3 separate regions of the Mus musculus genome follow, and regions 1 and 2 are each linked to region 3. Evidence: chromatin contacts called from public Hi-C and promoter capture Hi-C data. All regions are on one chromosome and are shown on one strand. Each heading gives the region's core, a stretch centred on a gene start, on an enhancer-like site or on the middle of the called end of the contact. The rest is flanking DNA. Distances are from core to core; before and after follow the strand shown. Region 1 overlaps Gm16083 (a long non-coding RNA gene). Region 2 holds the start of Slc41a1 (solute carrier family 41, member 1). Region 3 holds the start of Eif2d (eukaryotic translation initiation factor 2D).

Region 1 (4,571 bases), core at 1,712-4,211, 600 kb before region 3:
CTATCGAATTTTATAGAAAGCTGTGTCTAAGGGCTTGTGTTTACTGTTTTGGTGAAGTGTGCTTTATAGAAAACAAAGGTATGGTAGGAACAAATTGAGCTGCAGTCTGCAAAGCTAAATTGGGCCAGCAGAGTGCGCCAGAACACAAGGAATGGACGCTACTAAAGCGTTGCTTGCCCTCCCTTCCACCCCCGACCCCCACCCGCCTCCCCCAGGTAACACCGAAAAGCCCCATACAACTTCGGCATCCGTGTAAACCGTGGGAAATCCTGAGTTCCTTTACCCCACTCCTCGCGATATAGCACAACAGTAGCCCGGTTTCAAACCCAAAAAGTGCCTCTCTCACACGTCAAGTTTTTCTCTTCCCTTCCCATGTTTCGGCTTTTTAGGTAGTATTTTCATTTTAACGTACTTACAGCCCTTCTGTGCTTTCGTTTTGCTAGGCCACGCATCCATTTAAGTTTGTTTATGTATCTTTTCTCTGCTGGGAAGTCCTTTAGTGCCTGGTTTCCACTTTTAGTCTCTACTATACTTTTGTAACTTTTTGAAGTTACCTTACTGGATTTTCTTTCTTTCTTTCTTTCTTTCTTTCTTTCTTTCTTTCTTTCTTTCTTTCTTTCTTTCTTTCTTTCTTTCTTTCTTCTCTCTCTCTCTCTCTCTCTCTCTCTCTCTCTCTCTCTCTCTCGATTTATATATTTATTATATATAAGTACACTCACTGTAGCTGTCTTCAGACACACCAGAAGAGGTCATCCAATCTCATCACAGATGGTTGTTAGCCACCATGTGGTTGCTGGGAATTGAACTCAGGATCTCTGGAAGAGCAGTCAATGTTCTTAACCGCTGAGCAATCTCTCCAGCCCATCCTTTCTTCCTTCCTTTCTCTTCTTTTCTTTTCTTTTTTCTTTTCTCTCCTTTCTTTCTTTCTTTCTTTCTTTCTTTCTTTCTCTGTCTTGTGTTTTTTTTTAATTGTCTTAATTTTGCACTAAAACAATCTAGTTATTGTTTTTGTCTTTCGTTTTTAAAAATATTTTGAAACTTTCTGCTTTCTCTTTCCAAAACTTTGCTCTCTTCTTTTTTCCTTGTATTTCATCTGTTTTCTTTACTGTTCCCTTTCCTTCTTCCCTCATTTCATTGAATTCCTATTTCAAAATAAGAATTTGGATTTGTTGTCAGTTATTCATATATAGGTGTGGGTAGGTAGGTTGGTGGGCGTGTGTACAGTAAGTGGAGACCAGAGCATCGCATATCCCTGAAGCTGGGGTTACTGGCAGTTAGGAACCACCTGACACCAGGGGCTGGGAAGGGAACCTGGATCGGTTAGGAGATCGGCCATGCACAGCAGGGGGTTCCCCTTTCTCAGGATTAGAAACAAACCACAAACACCTGTGTTTTCACAGAGAAGTCCTTTATTAAGTGTTGGGGGGTGGGGCGCTGGGAGGGTTAAAGTGGCTGCTTTCTGACTCAGGCAGAAAAGCAGCAACAAAAGACCTGCAGGCGTATCCCAGCAATCAGGAGGCAGAGGCAGTCGGATTTCTGAGTTCAAGGCCAGCCTGGTTTACAAAGTGAGTTCCAGGACAGCCAGGGCTATACAGAGAAACCCTGTCTGGAAACAAACAAACAAACAAACAAACAAACCCCAAACAAACAAAAAAAAACAAGCAAGCAAACAAACAAAAAGAAAACAAAAAGGGCAGGGCTGTGTTAGAATGGGCTACTAATGGAGCGGATGTGGTATATTTTATTGGGCACATTAATTAGGAGAGCCAAAGGGGGCTTTTGACTGTGGACTTCAATTCTTTGATAGCTGGACCTCCAGCCTCAGGAGGAGGAAGTGGCCAAATAAGGAAACAGAACTTGGTGGCTATGACTGTAATCTATCCGTTTTTAGCAAGGCAGAGGGAACAGGGGAGAAGGGCAAGGCCTGCCAGAGCCGTGCTGGCCAGGGTCCCTTCAGGGTTCTCTGCAAGATCAGCGCATGCTCTTTACCGCTGAGCCATCTCCAGCCCCCTTTAAACAATTTTTAACTTCATTGTGTTCTGGCACATTAGTTTTGTCACTTTTCGTGGCTATCAGTGAACATCAGTGTCTTTCTCTATGTTGTGTAGCTTGATGTTGGTGCCCTTGAGGTGGCTCACTTTCTTCTTCAAACACAGTTTGGTTGCAGGACAGAGAGAAACAGGTGGGAACAGCCTGGAAAACTCTTTTCTGCCCTTAGCTTTCATCATGCAGGAAGGTGCTATTAGCCCACATAATGAGAAAAGGCCATAGCTTGTGTTTCCCATTGGTGAGCATTGAGTCCTACGACACCAGGCAAGGTGCTCACTGGTTCAGTGAACAGCAATGATACAAGCAAGCCTATGCGCTCACCCGAGGACCTCATAGGAAAGCCAATGGCACAGAGGGGAAGTCCGCAAACTGGAAAAGGAATCAGAACCGGACTTCGAAGGTCAGCAAGGAGGAGCGCTGCAGCAGAAGAAGCTGAGGTTGAAACAAAGCAGGCAGGAAGCTTGGACAATGGAATGAATCAGAGTTAAAGCAGTGGAAGTCAGCATCCAGAACAAGCTGAAGAAAGAATTCCAGGAATCGGGAGCAGAGAAGAAGCTGAAGAAACACAGCATTGAAACGGAAAGAAAACACTGAGCAAGCGCGAGCACAGACTGCAGGTCACTGCGGAAGCTGAGTCTCTTTTTGGGTGTGCTTAGCCTCAATAAAAACAATTGGGAAACAGACTTAAAGGGAATCTCCAGGACAACTAGGGTTTAAAGAGAAAACAGTCAAGATCCGGTGAAATCCTGGCAGCCACCAGGAGGTGATGAAGGAAGGTCACGCCTTTTAAGTTAGACGCGGGATAGAAATAGCTTCTTAAGAATAGGAAGGGCACTCCCAGGCCTGGAAATAGAACAGTGAGCTAAGGAAAGCCCCCGGAAGCACCTGGCCATGTGGTGACTGGTCTTTTATAACTCACCTCTGCCCTCTTCCGTTTGTATTTCCTGGGCTTGCTTTGATGCCAGAGCAGGGAAAGGACTCCTGTCTCTCTTCCTCGGCAAGCTGGCTTCATTCACAGATTAATCTTGGTGTAACCTATTTAGTCCCTCCTTTCCTCTCACAGTAGAGGAGGCCCTTTAACCTGCCACAGCCCTAGGGTGAGAGACTGGTCTGGCCAACAGTTGTGGAGAGTGGAGGATCGGATACTAAGAAGCCAAAACGTTGTGGAAAGAAACACTGCCCTTAATGTCCTGGAGCTGATCTCACCAAGTGAGAGTAACCCTGGGGTTTGATTTTCTGAGCCTGAGATCAGTGTGTGGAGCAAGTGCTGTAGCTATTTTTCCGTGCTCTCGTGCTCCCGATGCACTTATGGGTTATCCCTCAACTACCCCAGGGATTCCAATCTGGAGTCTTCAGAGGACAAAAGACCCTGGCCACCCCACAGACTAAGTATGGCCATCCAAAGCCCTTATAGTCAAAGGAAGAAATCAGGTGTTGGGTGCTTCTTCCGAACAGGCACAGGCACAACACTGTAAGATTACATAATCTGGTCCAGACTAGCAGGAGGTGCTGGGCCCTCCCTCCCCTCCTTCCCCTCCCCTCCCCTCCCCTCCCACAGCAGCCTGCTGCTGCCTGCTGAACTCTTGATGGTTACAGACTGTAACCATGTGACTGAGCACATGCTCAAAAAAAAAAAAAAAAAAAAAAAAAAAACGAAGGAAGTCTCAAGCCCCAGAATTTTAGATGAGGATTTGTGTCCAGACCCAATAGAATCAGGGAGATGCAACTCAGTCATCTTGAGTATTTAAGTGCAAAGCGCTATCTCCCTATTCTGTGAGCAAGTGCAGGTGTGATCTCACTCCTGTGAGTTTATGTGAAGATGCTGCCAGGGAGAAGCTGTCACTGTCCTATCCACATACTAATTTTCCCCAAAAGCCTATTTACCAATGTCCTTTGTATGGAATCAGTCCAGTCTTTCTCAGAGACGACATTGCAGTGCTCAGAGAGGTTGGCCTGGGCGTAGACTACTGTGACTGTGATCTTTGTACCTGCTAGGAAAGCATTGAGGCCTCTCCACTGTATCACTGCCTTCCTCTTGAGCTTATAGCCCCAAGATTCCTCCATCTCTTTTCTCCACACCCCCATCCCATCCTCTACCTGCTTAGCAACCTGTGCATGTGAAGTGTACTTTAATAAGGTAGCCCCAGGGGTGTGTGCTTTGGGGGGAGGTGGTGGGTAGACATGGCCAATCCTCTTCATGCTTTGAAAGGGAAATATATGACTTGCTAATTTGCGGATGACACTCATTTGGGAAGTTTTGCAAATATCAGCCGCAATGAATAGGGAAGGAGTTGAGAGGGCCAAAACATGAGAGAAATAACAAAATTAATTTCCATTTGTATAAATACTAATTGATGCACCAGAGGAAAATGAATATGGAACACAGATATCAGCTCACAAGGAGGGCCAGTGTATTCAGAGCCCTGAATCAGTGGGATTGGGTGCAACGTACAGACACAGGGGCTGTGGGCTTCTTGTTCCCAGGGAGAGGTAGAACACAGGTAGAGGGTATCAGTAGACAG
Region 2 (4,276 bases), core at 1,043-3,542, 670 kb after region 3:
TGAAGGCAGAGGCAGAGATGGAAGCAGAGGTACGCAGATCTCTGGGAGTTTGAGGCAGCCTGGTCTGCAGAGTGAATTCTAGGTCAGCCAGGGCTACACAGAGAGACTATGTTTCAAAAACAAAAAGATGCCATGGCAGATTCATAAAATAACAATACCTGGAAACAACTGAAATCTGCATCAACGGATGCAAATTGCCCTGTGCTCGCTTAGTGACATCACGCTGCAATGAAGGTGAATTAACAAATGGTACTGGGGTTGGGGATTTAGCTCAGTGGTAGAGCGCTTGCCTAGCAAGCGCAAGGCCCTGGGTTCGGTCCTCATCTCTGGAAAAGAAAAACAAAACAAACAAACAAAAAACAAATGGTACCATGTGTGATGTATGAGTAAGAGAAACTAAGCACAGAATAGTAGTGCCTCCTGAGAGGTTCTGTTATAGAAAGTCCAAGCGCTCACAGACAAAATGAACAGTGTCAGACAGAGGCCACCCTAGGGAAGAGGGTGAGAGAGTGACCAAGGGAGCTTCTGGGGTGGCAGTAATGACTGAATTCTTCCTTTTGGTGGTGGTTTCATCAGCCTGTTCCCTGTACCATAATTTGGTGGTCCATACTCTAGGTTTTACGCACTTTCCCATATGTTCAGTTTACTTCGACTAAAAAGAAAAACTTTTCAAGTAGATAAAGAGTATGGGGGTGGAAATAAGAGAAGGACAAAGATTTTGTTTTTAAGTTGCTATTGGATGAAAGTTTTTGGCCTTGAGGCAGAGTCTCAACTGTATAACTCTAACTATGAGGCACTGTCTCTTGGTAGACCCAGACGACCTCATATTTGTAGAGTCTCCTGCTTCTGTCTCCCAAGGGCTAAGACTGCCAACACTCAGGCAGCCATATAATCAGTCTTAGTTTTCCTCTCAATCTATACTCATTGTGCACAAAAACTGGTCCTTCTGGCGAAGACCTAGTGTTGCCCAATCTAGGAGTAACTTCCATATCCAAACATAGACTTGGCTGTGAAACCAAAATTGGAGTTCAACTACAGTGACATTTGCTGGGCCCTTAAAAAATATAGACCTTTGATATCCTAGCAGCGGAGCTGAGCCCGGGGTTGCTGGATTAGCAGGTGGGGACAGGTTTTTGTGGCTACATTTGTTATCATTGTCCAAAGGAATGGCCCTCTCCAGTTGCTGTTGAGCATGTGTGCTCAGTAGCCAGCACTCTTTTTCTCTCCTATATACATCCTATCCTTATTCAACGGTCTAGAGAAATGCTCAATTGCCCCAAGGAACCTTTCTAGGGAAGAAAGTGACAGGAAAGGAACCTCTGGTCATAGGCTCTATGGTCTAGAAAAATGCTCAGTTGCCCCAAGGAACATTTCTAGGGAAGAAGGTGACAGGAAAGGAACCTCTGGTTATAGACTCTACCGATGAAGGGGGAAAGGCTGGAAATGGGAGTTCCTTTATAGGGAGGTCACATCCCCTTCACAAAAACAACCCAAAGAGAACTAACTGGTACTGATTTTGGATTGATGAAGTGAAGACACCCCAGGGAGGAAGTGGCAAAAGCGAGGATGAAAACACTTTGATTCCACAAGGTGCGTCAGGGAAAGTTGGCGTTCATTTCGCCCGGGATGGAGACTTCTCTCCCACGGGGCCACGATTGGGTCAAAGGAAACCCCCGCTCCCCTCCGCCCTTACCTCATTGGTGTGTGTAGCCCCAGCCATGAGTCTACCAAATTTTCCCTCCAGTCTGCCCATCCCCACCCCTATCAAGGCTGGAACTTTATTAAGGCAGATTAAGGTTCGGTCAGTCGCCCAGAGGAACAAGGAACCTGGAAGGAGAGATGAGGAGCCTGATGAATAGGAACTGTGCCCAGGAAGAAGGTAGGGACTGGGCGTGGAGAAGGAACACGCGATGGCTGCTGCGGCCCGGGCGATCGCCAGCTGGCCGGCTCAAAGGGGTGGTTTCGGGTCTTCTGGAAGGCCCAGAGGCTCACTAGAGATAGTCAAGATTCAGGAGTACATGCGTAGCAGAACGCTCGCCTTGAGAGGCCGTGGGAACTCAGGAGCGCAGCACCCGCCCGCGCTTGAGCACCGCGAGCCCACAACACCCTCCAATTCTGAGTTCCCGTCACTCTGCTGCGTTTTCCCCCTCACCCCGCCCCCAGCTCAAGAAACGCCGGGGAAATGGGCGGGGCCTGGGCGGGGCCCGCCCCTTTTCCTGCTCTGATTGGCTGATGCAGTTGTCCATCCTGACTCTATTCTTGATGGAGGGGGGTTACCACCCGCTCTGCCCCAGATCACGTTTGCCACCCACAGCCAAACACTCTTGTCCAAGTCCGCGGGCAAGAGGCGATTGGGGACGAGCGAGCTCGGCATCTCAGGCCCAGTCCGGTCCACACCAGCCCGAGGCGGAATATCCTGATCGCCCCCCACCAGGCCACCTCCCCTCGTGGAATCGGAGCGGCGGCCTCACAGGAAGGCAGAAGCGAAATGTAGCGAGCCGGGTGTCGCGGTTGGACGCTCGCCTTGCCTGGGGGTGTAGCGGGGAACACGCGGGGGCTCGAGGAGGACGGCTGAGGGGGAGGAGTGATGAGAAGAGGGGGTACCCTACATCCCCCAATTCCGCGGGCCCCTGCTACCACTCTCCAGGCGCCCTTTCTCCCCAGCAAGGCGCAGGTCAGTGTTGTTGGGTCTGGGAGGGAGGGAGACGAGGGCGGGGGACTCCAGGACGCAGTGCTTTTGCAGTCTTGAGTTGCCGGGAGTCGGCGGAAATCAACTAGGCACTCCTCCTCCCCACCCCTGTAGTTGGGGATACCTAAACCGGGCTTTTTTGTCCATCCCCGCTTGGAAAGGAGACGCGGCTTCCTAGAGCCTGAGGCCCATCGGTAGTGGCTTTACTGCTGATGTAGTTGAGAGACTGGCCTGCTCCCCTTGCTAGCCCCCTTCCAGGTCAAAGTGGCCTGCCAGAAAGACGGGAGGGAGGGGGCAGTCAGGTTTTAGCGAAGGAACTCAGAAACTTTGCTGGCTCGGGGGCGGTGGACTCAGACTGAGTGTTTCCTCTTGGCTGACTAGTGAGGATCTTTGAAAACAACGGTGCTGTGTTAAGGTGGCTTGGCTGGTGACCGAGTTAGTGGAAGACTCATAACTTGGGCCCTAGAGTTTGATTCTGCCTTAACCAAACTGGAGTTGACTAATTGTGAGTGTTTGGAATACTAACAGCCTGTTCATCATACCTGCAAAACCCTCTGGATTTTTTTTTTTTTTTTTTTTTACTATTGAGAGCCATGCTGGTGAAATGCAACAAGTTGGTGGCAATTCGTGGGGATTCCTTTAAGCTAAGAAAAGCAGGGCAGGCAAAGACAGACATGATTTGGGAGTAAATGCATATTAGCTTGTGACACTTGGATTTGCCTGACTTTGTTTTTCTTTCCTCTTTCTACACCTTTTACCGATGATATTTTTGTTTTTAAGAGTTACACCATGTCTGGCTGTCAGTAACCCGAGAGGAAAGGGGGAAGGCCAGGCAACCAAAAATGTAGGAATAAACAGTAGCTTCACCCTCTGTCTCTTCAATCTAGTTAACTGCCGGGTCCTATCTGACAGGCTCACAGGATCTAGCATAGAGAGAAGTGTAAATGCAGCCTGGACCAGGGTTTAGCCTGTGGTTTCTGTAACACTCGACTTTCAAGGGCAAGAGTAAGAAGGAGGCCTCTGGTTCTTGGCCTTGGTCTTGGCCGGCTTGCCCTGCCCCGGTTGCCTGGGGAGTTCTCCTGGCTTCCTCTCCCATCCCAGCAGGGGGCTAGGACAATTAGAGGTCTAGGGATGCTCCCCTCAATGACCAGCCTCTCTGTTTGCCCTGTCTTGCTGTTGCTGTCTTGTAATAAGTCACTCAAGAAGAGTGAATGCGTAGGGAGTTTGCATCTGAATCTGTAACTTTACTGATAAGGGACTATACTTAAGTAATACTGAGTTCTTATCAAGATCCGAGAAAACAACTAATCACATCCCTGCCCACCCCAGGTTGCTCAGGAGGCAATGCCAAGGTCTCCTATGAAGCATCCTCCTTTTGGGTGGTGGTTTGCTGGCTGGGAATCTGCTGGGAATAGAACTCACTGCATCTCGACATGAAGTGGGGCAGGACAGTGTAATTCTAGCAGGAAAAGAACAGCTAATAGCCACCCCTGTAACACCACATGCTCTGCAGATCATCCTAGTAGGAACTGGTTTTTGCTATGTACCAACATTCATTCTCCCCCCCCCCCCTCTTCTTTTTGTCCT
Region 3 (4,437 bases), core at 1,028-3,527:
CAATATAGTCAAGTTGACAACCAGAAATAGCCACTACAACATACATACATACAATAAACAGCTGGATATAGCTCAATGGTAAAGTACTCACCTACCATATGAAAGGCTCTAGATAACACACACACACACACACACACCACACACACACACACACACACACACATACACACACACACCACACACACACACACACAGAGTTTTCCTTCACCTTGCTCTGCAATTCTGAAATTTTGGCCAAGAGGAGATGATAATCTGAGAACCCTTTGAGGAACACTGGAGTTGTTAAGGGATGCTGGTTGCTGGCTTGTTTTCAGCCAGCTCTCCAGCATGAGAGTCCTCATAGGCAGAAGGCAACTCATGATGCAGGCAGAAAATGTGGGATGAATTAGTTACTTTGTGTTCCTGCAATAAAACACTGACTAAAATCACCTTTGGGGAGGTGTACTGGCTAGTTTTGTGTCAACTTGACACAGCTGTAGTTATCACAGAGAAAGGAGCCTCCCTTGAGGAAATGCCTCCATGAGATCCAGCTATAAGTTATTTTCTCAATGAGTGATCAAGGTGGGAGGGCCACTTGTGGGTGGTGCCATCCCTGGGCTGGTAGTCTTGGGTTCTATAAGAGAGTCTGCTGAGCAAGCCAGGGGAAGCAAGCCAGTAACATCCCTCCATGGCTTCTGTGTCATTTCCTGCTTCCTGACCTGCTTGACTTCCAGTCCTGACTTCCTTTGATGATAAACAGCAATGTGGAAGTATAAGATGAATAAACCCTTTCCTCCCCAACTTGCTTCTTGGTCATGCTTTTTGTGCAGGAATAGAAACCCTAAGCCAGGAGGTAAGGGCTTATTTGGCTTATACATTCCAGTAAGAGGTCCAACACTGAGGGAGGTTAGGGTAGGAAATGCAGCAGAAACCATAGGGGAACTGCTGCATACTGGCTTGATCAGCTGGCTTTCTAACACAACTTAGGACCACCTGCCCAGGGATGGCACCACCCACAATGGGCTAGACCTTTCTACACCAATCCTTAGTCAAAATGCCCTACAGACTTGCCTACAGCTCAGTCTCCCACGGAGGCATTGTCTCCACTGAGGCTCCCACTCCTCAGATGACTCTAGCTTTTGTCAATTCCACAAAAGAACTAACCAGCATGTATGGATTTATGCTCTTGATTAGGAGAGACTGGGTGTGGCAGTGCCTATGTCTCTGAATCTTGGCTCCTACTTATTGGCCATTAATTTCTAGGAAGGCAATCGACATCTTCGGATCTACAATAGTTTCCCCAGTTTGAAATGTCTAGTATTCCCCTAAAATTTTCTTCAGTTCTCCAGACCACAAACACTCGGTGGTACATATCCTAAATGTGACTTCATAGCAGTCCAAGGAACAGGAGTCTGCAGGTAATGCTTTCCTCTAGGCTCCTCTGCCTTTGGTTTGGGGTGAGGTGCTTCTAATAAAAGTCTGGAGGCTCAGAGGTGTAGAAGTTGAGGCTAGCAACTAGGCCCTAGTATATGACAGGTAGAGATTGCCAGGCACTTTGGACAATCAATGTGAAATTAGTTTAGCAACTAGGATGATGATGATGATGACGACGACTATGATAATGGTTACGGTTAGTGAAAGGGCACTCTGCTCCGAAGAGCTGATATGCAAACGCTAGTTTAATAGAACATAAGCAACCTAGGTTTAAGTTTAATTTAAACCTAAGTTTAAATCCTTGTCCGTAGAGTACACAGTTGTTTCTCTGAGGGAAGCCCCATCTTTGTTATTGAACTTTGTTACTAGTAGCCTGGGCAAAACCGAATCCAGGGTGGAGTGTATTCCTTGTTGCTGCTATTATTACAGCGTGCAAATTAAACGTCAAGGAGGAAAAAAAAAAAAATCCTAGCTGAAGCCTTTAGTTTGTAATACCATATAAAGATATGGATAAATAAAAGCCTTTAAGCATTTAAAAGCATTTTTAAAAAGAGGGCGAACCAGCATTCAATGAAACCTGCAAGTTTAATAATATATGAATTCAAAAAATAAAATATGAACTCAGTTCATTTTGTGGACTTGACGCATGTCGAATAGACTGCAATCAGGCAGTTTCTTCTCAACGCCGTATCTAAAGCGGATGGAGCAGAAAGAATAGAACTAAGACGTTGTTTGCACAACTGGCGTCCCTAACTACAGACCCGCAGGCTCCTAGGTACACCCGGTTCCAAGTGGAAGAGCGGGAGCGGAAGTTCCGGAGTCTGTCCCGCCCCTCCCCACCTGGCGCTGCGTCAGTTCCGGGCCAGCATCAGGGCTAGGGCCGGGTTCCTAGCAGGCTGTTTTTTGGCGCCGAGTCTCAGCATGGCTGCCTCCAGGGTTGAGGGTCCGGGAGCCGCCACTCCTTCGTTTTGTTGACCGCCCCTGGCGTCTGTGCTCTTCTTGTCTTTCCTGAGCTACTCCAGCAGACATGTTCGCTAAGGCCTTTCGGGTCAAGTCCAACACAGCCATCAAGGGCTCGGACAGGTGAGGGAGAGAATACTTTTGCTTAGCCTAGCGAGGCTCCTACACTTGTAGGGCTGCACATAGAGACCCCAGGGAGCCAAGCAGGGGTGTTAGAAACATTTTTGAGGATAAGGTGTGGGGGTGTCTCTTTTTATCTTCCAGCTGGTCTTTTGGACAATAAAGTTGAGTTAGCGTGTACTGGGCTCAAGCTAGGTTTTGTGGGAGATGTAAAATGAGGGAATATAAGTCCTCCATGGAGTTTAGAGTCCATGGGAGAACTCAGATGGTGTACCAAAACTAAAAGTATAGGGGGGGGGGGGGAAACGCCTAAACGATTATTCCTGGCCGGAGAGACTGGTGTCGGAGAGGTCCGTGCCCTGAGGTGGCAGAGCCTAAGAAAGCTGTGGTAAGGAGAGATGTTAACTCTCCTTTTTAAGTCAGTGTCGTAGACACGGATAGCTCCGCAGGGATTTTGGAGCCAGCTTTCTTTAGGTATCATTCTTGGTGCCATAGTAGCCTTTTAATGAGAGGTTGACAGATTGCCAACCAGTCTAAGACAGGAGTGGGGACAGCATGTGAGGTCATCTGTGTTTCCAATGACTTTCTAAAGACTAACTTTGGTTGCTTAGTGAAAATAGGTGTTCCGATGGAATAATATGCCCAGGAGGTCTTGAGAATAATGAATAAGACAGATAATAGGATTTGGAAAAGCTGAGAAGGGGGCATCACGAACCAGGCAGTCTTTCTTCAGTCTTTATGATTTGTATAGTCATTCTGAATGTCTGTATTTATTAATGTGCATCGTGCTGGTGTGCTTTCTGCAGGAGAAAGCTCCGGGCCGATGTGACAGCTGCTTTCCCTGCCCTGGGAACAGATCAGATCTCTGAATTGATACCTGGAAAGGAAGAGCTAAATGTTGTGAAGTTGTATGTTCACAAAGGGGATTCGGTGACTGTGTACACGAGTGGTGGTAACCCCATCCTATTTGAACTGGAGAAAAATTTGTATCCAACAGGTATGGTAACCAGATGAAATGCCCAGACTGCAGCCCTGGTGAAACACGTTATTCTCTGTTGATTTGGTGTGATATTTGTTTTTGTTTTCCCCCATAAACATACCTTTTCAAATGAAATAAACACAGAATTTCCCAATACTATTCCTAAGGATCTTCTGGGACCTAGTGTTTCCAGAATTGACCTTTTCACCGTAAGAGGGATAAGAAACAAACGAAACCCCCGGCCCCCCCCCCAAAAAAAACCCAAAACACATGGAAAAATGGCAGTGCAAAGTTCTGAGAGAAAGGAGCTGGGGGTATTGGGAAGAGTGCTGAAGTGTTGCCAAAGGTGGAATTTTAGAGCATGTAAAGAAAATATGGCGTAAACCATCTGTAAAAGGCTTTTTCTTAACACAGTGGAGAAAATGTACGCTCAGGACTAAGCTGTGTCAGTCACACACTTCCCCTGAGCTGCTTCATAGTGGGTTTTCCTAGTTAGAGTCTCTCTCTCTCTCTTTTTTTAAGACAGGGTTTCTCTGTGTAGTCTTGGCTGTCCTGGAACTCACTCTGTAGACCAGGCTGGCCTCAAACTGAGAAATCCGCCTGCCTCTGCCTCCCAAGTGCTGGGATTAAAGGTGTGCCCCACCACTGCCCGACATGTTTTATTTTTCTTTCTGAATTCTAGTTAAAGTGAGCACAGTGCTTGGCATTTCTAGATCTCCAGCAGAGAGTGTTTGTTAATAAGTATTTCCTGGGTCTCTTGGTACAGTGTACACACTGTGGGCCTATCCGGATATTCTACCAACTTTTATAACATGGCCTCTGGTATTGGAAAAACTGGTCGGGGGAGCAGGTAAGAGAACTTTTCTATATTCCAGTTATTGCTTGAAATCTCTTCAGTAATTATCTGCCACCTTATAAGGCTACTCATTTCTTGTGTTTTTATGTAAAACTGTATCCACTTCTGG

What was found. Promoter capture Hi-C pulls out the DNA fragments that hold promoters and counts their contacts. Hi-C and Micro-C count contacts between places; a contact is called where the count stands out from the background.
Region 1: a promoter capture Hi-C map of pre-B cells shows a contact between it and region 3, with 10 times the contacts expected there. The contact joins the enhancer-like site here to the promoter of Eif2d in region 3. A contact is called at or near these places in 6 of 39 promoter capture datasets (the 3T3-L1 cell line, the C10 cell line, hippocampal neurons and 3 more), 4 of 484 Hi-C or Micro-C datasets (cerebellar granule neurons, cortical neurons and palatal mesenchyme) and 2 of 115 datasets of contacts at active chromatin or transcription factors (embryonic stem cells and large pre-B cells).
Region 2: a contact with region 3 is called in a Hi-C map of B cells, with 10 read pairs. The contact joins the promoter of Slc41a1 here to the promoter of Eif2d in region 3. A contact is called at or near these places in 1 of 484 Hi-C or Micro-C datasets (B cells) and 2 of 115 datasets of contacts at active chromatin or transcription factors (both in embryonic stem cells).

The regions. Positions count from the first base shown.
Region 1 is chr1:130,548,025-130,552,595 of GRCm38.p6, forward strand. All of the region lies in intron 2 of Gm16083 (a long non-coding RNA gene), which reads left to right. It also overlaps a transcript of Zp3r not described here. Among named protein-coding and RNA genes, the nearest start is that of Gm16083, 35 kb to the left of the region's middle. Within about 2 kb of position 2,962, at least 58 of the 459 cell types and tissues checked have an H3K27ac peak or open chromatin away from gene starts, as enhancers often do.
Region 2 is chr1:131,825,720-131,829,995 of GRCm38.p6, forward strand. Slc41a1 (solute carrier family 41, member 1) reads left to right here and starts at 2,293. Exons shown (of 11, transcript NM_173865.3): 1 at 2,293-2,674.
Region 3 is chr1:131,150,930-131,155,366 of GRCm38.p6, forward strand. It overlaps Eif2d (eukaryotic translation initiation factor 2D), which reads left to right and starts at 2,278. Exons shown (of 15, transcript NM_001136070.1): 1 at 2,278-2,496; 2 at 3,300-3,490; 3 at 4,239-4,322. The coding sequence starts at 2,441.